3 separate regions of the Mus musculus genome follow, and all the other regions are linked to region 2. A link is a contact called in public HiChIP or PLAC-seq and Micro-C data. All regions are on one chromosome and are shown on one strand. Each heading gives the region's core, a stretch centred on a gene start, on an enhancer-like site or on the middle of the called end of the contact. The rest is flanking DNA. Distances are from core to core; before and after follow the strand shown. Region 1 has its middle 69 kb from the start of Gm41533. Region 2 holds the start of Rgmb (repulsive guidance molecule family member B). Region 3 has its middle 150 kb from the start of Gm41533.

The links. Hi-C and Micro-C count contacts between places; a contact is called where the count stands out from the background. HiChIP or PLAC-seq counts read pairs in DNA pulled down with a chosen protein or histone mark.
Region 1: a contact with region 2 is called in an H3K4me3 HiChIP or PLAC-seq map of embryonic forebrain, with 4 times the contacts expected there. The contact joins the enhancer-like site here to the promoter of Rgmb in region 2. A contact is called at or near these places in 4 of 39 promoter capture datasets (the 3T3-L1 cell line, embryonic stem cells and hippocampal neurons), 8 of 484 Hi-C or Micro-C datasets (cortical neurons, embryonic fibroblasts, muscle stem cells and 5 more), 15 of 115 datasets of contacts at active chromatin or transcription factors (craniofacial prominence, differentiating embryonic stem cells, embryonic basal ganglia and 9 more) and 2 of 9 other capture datasets (adipose tissue and pancreatic islet).
Region 3: a contact with region 2 is called in a Micro-C map of muscle stem cells, with 3 times the contacts expected there. The contact joins the enhancer-like site here to the promoter of Rgmb in region 2. A contact is called at or near these places in 8 of 39 promoter capture datasets (the 3T3-L1 cell line, cancer-associated fibroblasts, cranial neural crest and 4 more), 14 of 484 Hi-C or Micro-C datasets (adipose-derived mesenchymal stem cells, embryonic fibroblasts, epidermal suprabasal cells and 5 more), 11 of 115 datasets of contacts at active chromatin or transcription factors (the NIH/3T3 cell line, craniofacial prominence, embryonic forebrain and 8 more) and 3 of 9 other capture datasets (adipose tissue, embryonic stem cells and pancreatic islet).

Annotation. Positions count from the first base shown.
Region 1 is chr17:15,975,826-15,978,831 of GRCm38.p6, reverse strand. No RefSeq gene overlaps it. Among named protein-coding and RNA genes, the nearest start is that of Gm41533, 69 kb to the right of the region's middle. Within about 2 kb of position 1,256, at least 33 of the 459 cell types and tissues checked have an H3K27ac peak or open chromatin away from gene starts, as enhancers often do. A contact at or near this core is called in embryonic basal ganglia, embryonic forebrain, embryonic limb bud and 4 more, where this site is marked.
Region 2 is chr17:15,829,549-15,832,781 of GRCm38.p6, reverse strand. Rgmb (repulsive guidance molecule family member B) reads left to right here and starts at 1,717. Exons shown (of 5, transcript NM_001372257.1): 1 at 1,717-2,161; 2 at 3,087-3,162. The coding sequence starts at 3,158.
Region 3 is chr17:16,053,345-16,056,156 of GRCm38.p6, reverse strand. No RefSeq gene overlaps it. Among named protein-coding and RNA genes, the nearest start is that of Gm41533, 150 kb to the right of the region's middle. Within about 2 kb of position 1,451, at least 33 of the 459 cell types and tissues checked have an H3K27ac peak or open chromatin away from gene starts, as enhancers often do. A contact at or near this core is called in the NIH/3T3 cell line, adipose tissue, cancer-associated fibroblasts and 7 more, where this site is marked.

The DNA.
Region 1 (3,006 bases), core at 7-2,506, 150 kb before region 2:
GGGGCCTAGCAAACACAGAAGTAGATGCTCACAGTCACCTATTGGATGGATCACAGGGCTCCCAATGGAGGAGCTAGAGAAAGTAACCAAGGAGCTAAAGAGATCTGCAACCCTATAGGTGGAACAACAATATGAACTAACCAGTACCCCTGAGCTCTTGACTCTAACTGCATATGTATCAAAAGATGGCCTAGTCGGCCATCACTGGAAAGAGAGGACCATTGGACATGCAAACTTTATATGCCCCAGTACAGGGGAATGCCAGGGCCAAAAAGTGGGAGTGGGTGGGTAGGGGAGTGGGGGGGGGGGTATGGGGGACTTTTGGGTTAGAATTGGAAATGTAAATGTGGAAAATACCTAATAAAAATATTTAAAATAATAATAATAAATAAAAACTATAAATAAATAAATAAATAAATAAATAAATAAATAAATAAATAAAATAGCGTTTCAAGCACTGGAGATAAGCAAAGATTGGATTGATGAGGTCGTTCCTCATGACTCTTACATTTTGACAGGATAAATACATGTGTTGTCATCCTAGCAAGACAATAAAAGGAAAAATGCTGAAAATGTGAGCCCCTTCCTGGAGAGAGAAGGAATATACACATATATGCAAGCACATTTATATACTATACTCTATGTGCATTTCAATATTCACATAATAAGAAAAATAACCATAGCTAAAACACCTGGGTTTGGTTCATTTTACTTTGAAAAAGTACTTCAGCAAATATTTTAGATTTGTCTAGAATCTTTTTAGAATATTTTATAGCTTGCCAAAATATAAATATTCTTACTAATACAAAATTTCAAATAGCAAGCAGTGACAGAAAATTCTTAATGAAATTCACAAATCTTAACCCACCCTGTCAAAGAGCAACATGGAAAGAAAGAGTGTGAGTTGGCAAACACGTATGTTCCTGCTCTGCTGACTTCCCAGCCAAACATTTACACCCAGTCACCCCGGGCTCCCTCAGCATTGCTGGGACCACACTCAGCCTTTTCCTAATAATATACAGAGTCACAAATGAATGCTCTTCCTAGATTTAAATAGAAATTGGAGGGAGCTTAAAAGGCATAAAAGCATATGTAAGCCACACTGCTGGCTTACTCACGCTTTTTTGCTCTTGCACAAAGACATATTTCATTTAAGTGTGAATATATGTGTGACCAACACGAAAGCTGAGGGTTTGCAAATCAGTCAGCAGTCGCTGAGCCTGTTCAGCTGTGTTTCTACTTCACCAGGCCCCTTGGGGACAGCTGGGAGCAGGTGGGACGTTCCAGTTTATTAGCAAGTTAAGTCAGTGTTGCTGAGCAGCCTAATAGACTGGCAGATCTCCATGAAGACAGAAAAGCATTACGCTGGGAAGACACATGAGAAAGAAAAATCATTTTTACCATTAGAAACAGCACCTGCTGGATATGTTCCCTAGTCCAGGCATTGTGCTAAGTAATTGGGGTATGTCGTGCTATTCATTAAATCTTTCAGACAAGTTACTGAGGCTTCTGTAGACAAAGAACATTAAAATTATACATGATGTGGGGATCCAAAATGGTCTCAAGGCTGAGAGTACCAAACCTTTAATCCTAGCATTTGAAAGACAGAGGCAACAGCTCTCAGTGAGTTCCAAACCAGCCAGGGCCACATATAGACTCTCTCTCTCAAAAAACAAAAACAAACAAGCAAACCAGATTGCAAAGGTATTAAAGAGAATTTTAGGTTGTCCTCCTTACACTTTAATTTTAACTTGAGCATGTAACAAAATGAGGGAAGCAGAATATAAAATTTTGGTGCTAGATCGAGATCAAGTTTAAAGAAATTATTTAGTCCGATGGATTTTGTCTCTTTTCGTTTTTAACTTTTAGTCCTCTCTCATACATTACATCCAACCACCGTTTCCCCTCCCTCCCCTCCAAGTCCCTCCCCCACCTCACCTCTCCCCCCAGATCATCTTAGTCCAGTGTTTTAATTTTTACCTTGAATTAAATGTAAAGACCAGAGTTGCAGTGTCACTATGAACAAATACCTCCCCCCTTCACTATTTAGATGAGTGCTCTTCACAAAGTTTTCAGAACAAATAAATCAGATATGATTTTCCTTCTGTTTTAGGATTTTTCCTATTTATCTATCCAGTGCATAGGGCTAACAGATCCATTAGTCAAACTTTCAAAACCAGAAGTTATATCAAAGTAGCTATATTCATGACTGGCTAGGGTTAGTAATATAACTTGTACTTGTTAAACTCAGCTCCACAAAGACCTTCTTTTTGATTCACAGAAAGATGTGTGGAGTCCCACCATTATTCTGATACACTTTTGTCTAGCATCCATATGTCTGTCCAAAAGGAAGCGTCTCCAGACTAGAGGTGTAGCTCAGTAGACAAATGCTTGCCTTGCATGTACAAGGCGGCAACAGAAAAATGTATGTTTCTCAATTAGTAAGTATAACTAGGGGGGGCACAGACATTCACACAGTTTCTCATCACTTTAGACCACAATTGGAAGCTGTGTTACTTTTCACCATTTCTCTGATAAACCAGGAGTTTTTCAAATGTAAACATACCAAAGAGAGGGACAGAAAGCAGCCAGCCTCCTCCACAAGGAGAAATGTGGGAATGATTCCACAAAGATTTCAGGAACTCACTTGAACTGTCTTCAAACACCTGAAACAAAGAACAATAGTGATAAGAATTCTGTCTATTATTAACTTCCATCAGTATCAGGTACCACGCAAAGGCTTTTATAGATTATCACTAAATTCTTATGTCAACTACAAGGTAGATAATGTTATCCCTTTTAACCAGTGATTAAGCCCTTACCCAAAGTCACACTGTTAGAAACAAGGACTGAAATCCTCCTCTATGAGTGACAATGGATCGTTACGGCTGCTCAAACTAAAACTTTTGTAGTCTCCCAAGTTATTCCTGCTGTATCTAAACCTTCCACAGACTGCAACTGTTCTATCTTCAAAACACATCCAGAATCCAGATAGTTCTCAACACC
Region 2 (3,233 bases), core at 468-2,967:
GGAAAAGTTAAATGTATCATTTAAATAAATACAAGCTGAGGCGATTTGCATAACAATTGGCATCCATTTTTGCATCGGCCAGTATTATGGAAAAGGGGATTGTGATGATTTGTGTCTGTGTTTATGTGAAGTCTAGCTAGCTGTGCAGAGGAGTGAAGAACTGGGCTGCATCAGAAGTCGCCTTCTGAGCTGACTCTCTGGATTTCCTTTGAACTCGTTTTCAACATTATGCTATGCAGCAGCTTGTCTTTGTGTTGGTAGAAGGAGAAGGAAAAACACAGGAGACTAGGCTTTAGTTTCTAAATTAAAGCTCTGCTGGGCTGATTGCTCAAGTGGCTTTTCAAAGGCAAAACAAGTGGGGACATTAAAATTCCTGTTTCTGTAGGACCACTAACTGAGCCCAACACCACCACCGCCACCTTTTGTTGTTGTTGTTGTTGTTGTTGTTGTTGTTGTTGTTCTCAATACCAAATAGAGCAGGTTCCAGTGTATCTTACAGACACCTTAAACGGACTCAAGGTATTTTTGTTTGGTTTGGTTTGGTTTGGTTTGGTTTGGTTTTCTCCCCAATTTGATTGGTATTTAGAGAAGATAACGGAAAATGAAATGCAAAAATCCAGACAGGGAATATGACGAGGGGTCTTTTGTTATTGAATTTCTGAACCTGGGAGTTCTGAGTCCTCAACCTTCCACATTTTTCTTGATAGTGAACCCAAGGTTCAGAAGTTAAACCCTCGAAGTCCCGCCCTTTTTTATACTACCCTATGCTGCCCCTACCGTTAGATGGAGAAACTGCAGGTAAAGGTTAGTGGAGAGAAGGCGATCTGGGGAGGATAAGGATTAACTAACTACCTGAGCCCAGATGCTTAGAGTTTTGTCTTAACTAAAGAAAACAAAACAAAACCGCACTCTTGTTCTAGAATGAGTGAGCTGCCGCTAACTATCTATGAAGCTCAAGAATCACCCTGGAGGTCTTTAATGATAAAATATTAAACTAAAAATAAGCCAGAAATTACAGGTTTATTTTTCACTAAACAGACAATTGAAATACATGGTACAAAAATAAGTGGTAAGATTATTGTAAATTGAAAAATGGACAGAATAAATATTCAATTTAATTTTCCATCTATGAGAATTTCACAATAAAATCATAATTTACTTTGTATTATTAAAAAAAAAAAAAAAAGAATCACCCTGGAGAACATAGCTCGATCTCCCCTCCCCCATCTCCTTCCACGGGATGCAAAGGACGTCGTCCTGAAACATTTCCTGAGCCAGTTCTTTTACAATACACTTTCTCATTTGGGTCTAAGGGGTTTCTTTCTACCCTTTCTCTCGACGTGAAGCCAAGTCATATTGGCACCTCAGGTGGACAGGAACGATAACCCTCTTGTGCTCGCACACGTCCAGAGGACCATCCCTGTCACCTCCTTCACAGTTACACGCAGTAGGAAGACCCTAGAGGATAGTTGGAGGGACGTGCTTTTGAGGGCACTGATGGACAGCTATAAAAAGCGAGGAGAAAAATCGAGGGGAGGGGGGTCTGTTGCCGTCGTGGCGGCGCGGAGTGCGAACACCGCACGCGTCCGGCTGACAACAGGCAGAGCCCGCAGCAGGACCGTGATGAGCCGGGTGGGTAAAGGCAGCGCTGCGGGCCCGGAGGGCGGCGCAGAGGGCGGCGCTGGCGGCGTGAAAGGCGCCTTTGTGCAAGCCGGTGTGTAGGACCGCGGGAGAGGAGAGAGCAGGACCTGGAAACGGGGAGAGGCGTACCACGCTCCCTGCCGTCGGGTCTCCAGCAGGACAGTAGGGTAGAGCGGTGGACTGGGGACCGGCGCTGCAGAGGTTGTCTGCCTCTGTGGCCGTGGGGCAGGGGTGGGAAGAGAACAGTTTGGAGGAAGTTGGGGAGAGGGACCTGTCTCCCCGCCCTCTCCGCCTAGGTGACAGAGAGGCCCCGCTGGCTGGCAGGGTGCAAGCACTGCCCCGGAGCTCACTCGGGAACCGGCATCTGGAGAGCGGCCCCCGGGTGGAGCCGCCCGCCTGCCGCCCACCTGGGGCAGAGTGGCGGGCGCGGCGTGGCCTCCCTCCTGCGCCCCGGCCGCGTGGCTTGCGGCTTATTTTCCCAGCTGGCAAGCGTCGCGCTGCAGACAAGGGAATGCCTGTGGTGAGTTGTTTATTTTGTTGAAGTTTGCGGTGGGCCCGGAGGACGGTGGGGGGGGGGCGAATAGCAGGCAGCGGCCGGGACTGTTTTGTTTAGGTCTTGGTCCACCTGTGTGGTATAAATCTGCCAGGCTCCGGGCTGTGGGGTCCAGGGTGAGAAAGCCCTGGCGTTCCAAAAGCTCCTGGCCACGTTTAATTTGCAATGCCTGGAACCGACTAGAGTCTAAGGAAGGCTGCTCCCCAACCCCCAGCTTTCCGTAGACGCTTCCCCTAAGGGACAGTCGCCTCCTATGACCTGGGAACAGCTGGCCACTGAAGTTTCCCCATTCCCTTCCCCATTCCTCGGGGGTAATGGAGCTGAAGCTTTAATGTGAGAGGAGCCCAAGAAAACAGAGACAAACTTATCGTGGGGGCGGGGGTGGTGTGAAGTTCGTTCAGGGGTGTTGGGTCGGACTGCTTCTACAAACTGGGATCCTGTGTTGGCCAATTTCCCAAACTAGACTGGTGAAAGGCTGGCTGGCTCCTGAGGGAGCCCATAGGAACCCCTGGGGCTGATGTTAGTACAGCCTCGGCTTCGTTTGCCTGGAAGAAAAGCCTAAATACATTAGTGAGAGGGTAAAGCTTTTAAGGCCTTCTTGGGAGTGAGTGGCTGGCTAATGAGAGGTTAATTTTGTTTCGAAGGGAAGGCTGTGCTGGTTTCCTGAGATAAATGGACAGGAAGCACATTACCTCCAAGCACTGGCAAGCGGCTCCCAAATGCTTTTTGCACCTGCCGCTTCTAGCCCTGAGAGCCAGAAGCGAGCCCTACTGGAGTCTGTTAGGGATCAAGGGGCCGGGGATGCAACCCCTTGCACTCTCCGTGGTCTCTCTCTCTTTCTCCAGGGGCTCAGCGCTCACACGGAGCCCTGGGGCTCTTCTCTTACACCTAGGTCCTGCGTGTTCCGGAGCTCGGGGGCATCCTGATCCCGCTGAGCCCCTTCCAGGTGCAGAAGGGTTAACAATGATGTAAGTACAAGCCAGGCGCTACATGCTGCTGGACTCTGGGCTATTCCAGCCCCTTATTTTCAAACACTGTG
Region 3 (2,812 bases), core at 202-2,701, 220 kb before region 2:
TAGTTTTGTTTCCCTGACAACACTCTTGAGTGTGCCTGGCCTCTATCCTTTTTCCTCTGGTCTACACCCAAGCAACAGCCCAAGCCCACAAATCTTCGCATCTAATGGGAAGTCACAAAGAAAGATGGACAGATGTCCCTCTGACTATCAGGCATGTTTTTATTCAAGATTATGAAGATAATAATGACTATATATAACTTAATATTTAGATTTTCAATTTCTTTATCATAGAAAATGTATGACTACCCCTTTCCACAAGAACAGAAAAAAAGATATTTTGTGAATATAGAGAATTTTTGCTGTTGTTTTCAAAATTGTTGTATTATATACATATATACTACATGTGTATAAAAACACACATAGAAATGGACTGGGAGCCAAGCATATAAATTCAGAAGTTGTCTGAGAATAGTAGGTACTTCTAGAGAAGTTTGGTTAAATCTATAATAATGTCTTTTTAAAACCTAGTGAAAGTATGTTTACTTAATATTATGATACATATTCCATCTTATTCTTTTATTGTTTATAGACTTTAAGGTCTCAAAATTAAAACAAAAAAGAGAAGACTACTAGCTAATCACAACCCCTCCATGCATTCCACTTTTGAAAGAAAGAATTGCAATTGGATAGAACACTCATCCTTGGTGTCTAAATAGCACTTTATATAAGAGAAATTTTCACTGGGCATTAATCAATTCAAAATCACAATTTTAATGACACTAGTAACCCTACTTTTAAATAAATACATTAATGTTCAAATCCACAAGTAAGTGCCCCATTTATCTGATTGACTAGAAGTAAGAAATGTCTTTATACATGCTTAAAACCCTTCATGTGCTCTTAAAGGCAAATGAAGGAGCGGGAATAAATATATTAGGGCTATATGTCTGTTTTTTATGGAAATGAAGAAATGTCCCCCCAAAATAACCCAGATATTTGAGTATATAGCAAAACACAGAAACTGTCAAGGACTGTAAAGGGTGAAACAAGGATATTCACTTAAGAAATTATAAATAGCATTATCATATATGTGTGCACCACACACCAGCTAGTAACTATTCAGAAATTCTGTGGCTCTGTATTGTTTCTAAGACCTTTAAAAAAACACATCATAAAATTATTGATGACTGTTTATTTGAGGCCCATGAATCATATCCTGAATATATTATATAATTATGAATCAGTCGGGGTTTTAAGACTTATTCATAATTCCATTTCCTTTTTAAAAATGAGTTGCCGCTTCTGCTTTGAGACTGAATTTGGCCTATCTCTTGAGGTTAACACCAGGCACATCTGTTGATGTCCCCAAACACGATGACAGCAACAATAGTAGGCTTATAAAATGAAAGCTGGAGAGGGAAACTTTTCCAAACACAGCAGGGAAAATAGCCTGAGATAAGTAGCAGATGCTCCAGAGGGAAGAAGGCATCTGCAAGCAGTTAGTGGGATGGAGAGCGCTGAAGGAGTTTTCCCTTTGCCAGATGCCTGAAATAGAGACAGATGAGCAATTCCTCTGAACTTCAGCAACAACGCCAGCTGAAAAAGCAGACCCCTTCTGCCAAGGGTCACTTGTTGAAACTGTTGACTGTAAATCAGAACTCCCCTTTAGGACTGATGGTACCCAGAAAATGTGTTCAAAATGTTTATCTGTTCACCTTACCTTTGGCACAAAGACCATCATCTGTAGTTGCTGAAGTCTGGGAGACTGAGCACAAATTGTTTACATGTTTTGAACAAAGTTACCTTTCTTAGACTCCCACATAACAGTGTCTCTTACCTTTATGCCATAAGTAAAGAATATTTCCAAGTAAAATAACCTACATTGCAAATGCATTAGCACAGAGTGCAGTATATTTAGGTCTGGCAAGACTAATGAAAAAGTCTTTTATACCTTTTCCTCTCTAATATAATTATTGATGCATCACCCTTTATTTTCTGACAGGTTTTTCTCTGTGTCAAATTAACTACCAGGGTTTATTTTCCTCCTATATTTCAAATCATGAGTCCTTTTTTTTTTTTTTTTTTTTTTTTTTTAGTACTCACTACTAGGGTGTCTTAAACATTAAAAATAATCTGGCTCTGCATTTTACAGCTCAGAATCTTCCGGCTCTGTATCTTAGGGTCTCCTCATGCCTGTGTGTACCTTACCAACCAATCAAGGGCACCTGTGGCCTCCATTCTACCTTATGCTATAACACATTTTTTCTTCTTTTCAATGTCTACTTAGAGGGAGTGGGAACCTCTCTGCTAGACCAGAGTTTCCCACAATGCATAGTGTAGTCTAATAACCCCTGTGTACTGTTAGAAATGCATATTTTTTCTTATTTGTATAGTTCACCTTCTGATGTGGATACTCTGAATTTACGATCCATTAATTTGTGTTTTGCTAATGTGAAGAGCATTGATTGTATCAGTCCGCATTTTTTAGAAATGCTCATCTAGATGACAGTGCGAGTATTCTCTCTAACAAATCTGTATATCATCTCTCTCAGAACCTTCTATGAAGAACTCACAGGGAGTTGCCCAATTGAGAAAGCCTAGGCATTTTTATATGTACTTTTAACGTCTTTATGGTGACCCCCAATATATAAAATAGATCCACTTAAATTTAAATCTGGTGTCAATTTTTCAAATAAATTAGTGAATTAATTGCATAAGTAAACCACCCTGGGTCAGAAACAGATCAGCTAAGTGGCAGACCCAAAGCTTCTTTAAAATGGCAGTCCCTTGATTTGTCTACAAAGCAGTGGTTCTCAACCTGTGAGTCACAGCCCTGTTGTGGTCATATATCAGATACCCTGAATATCAGATA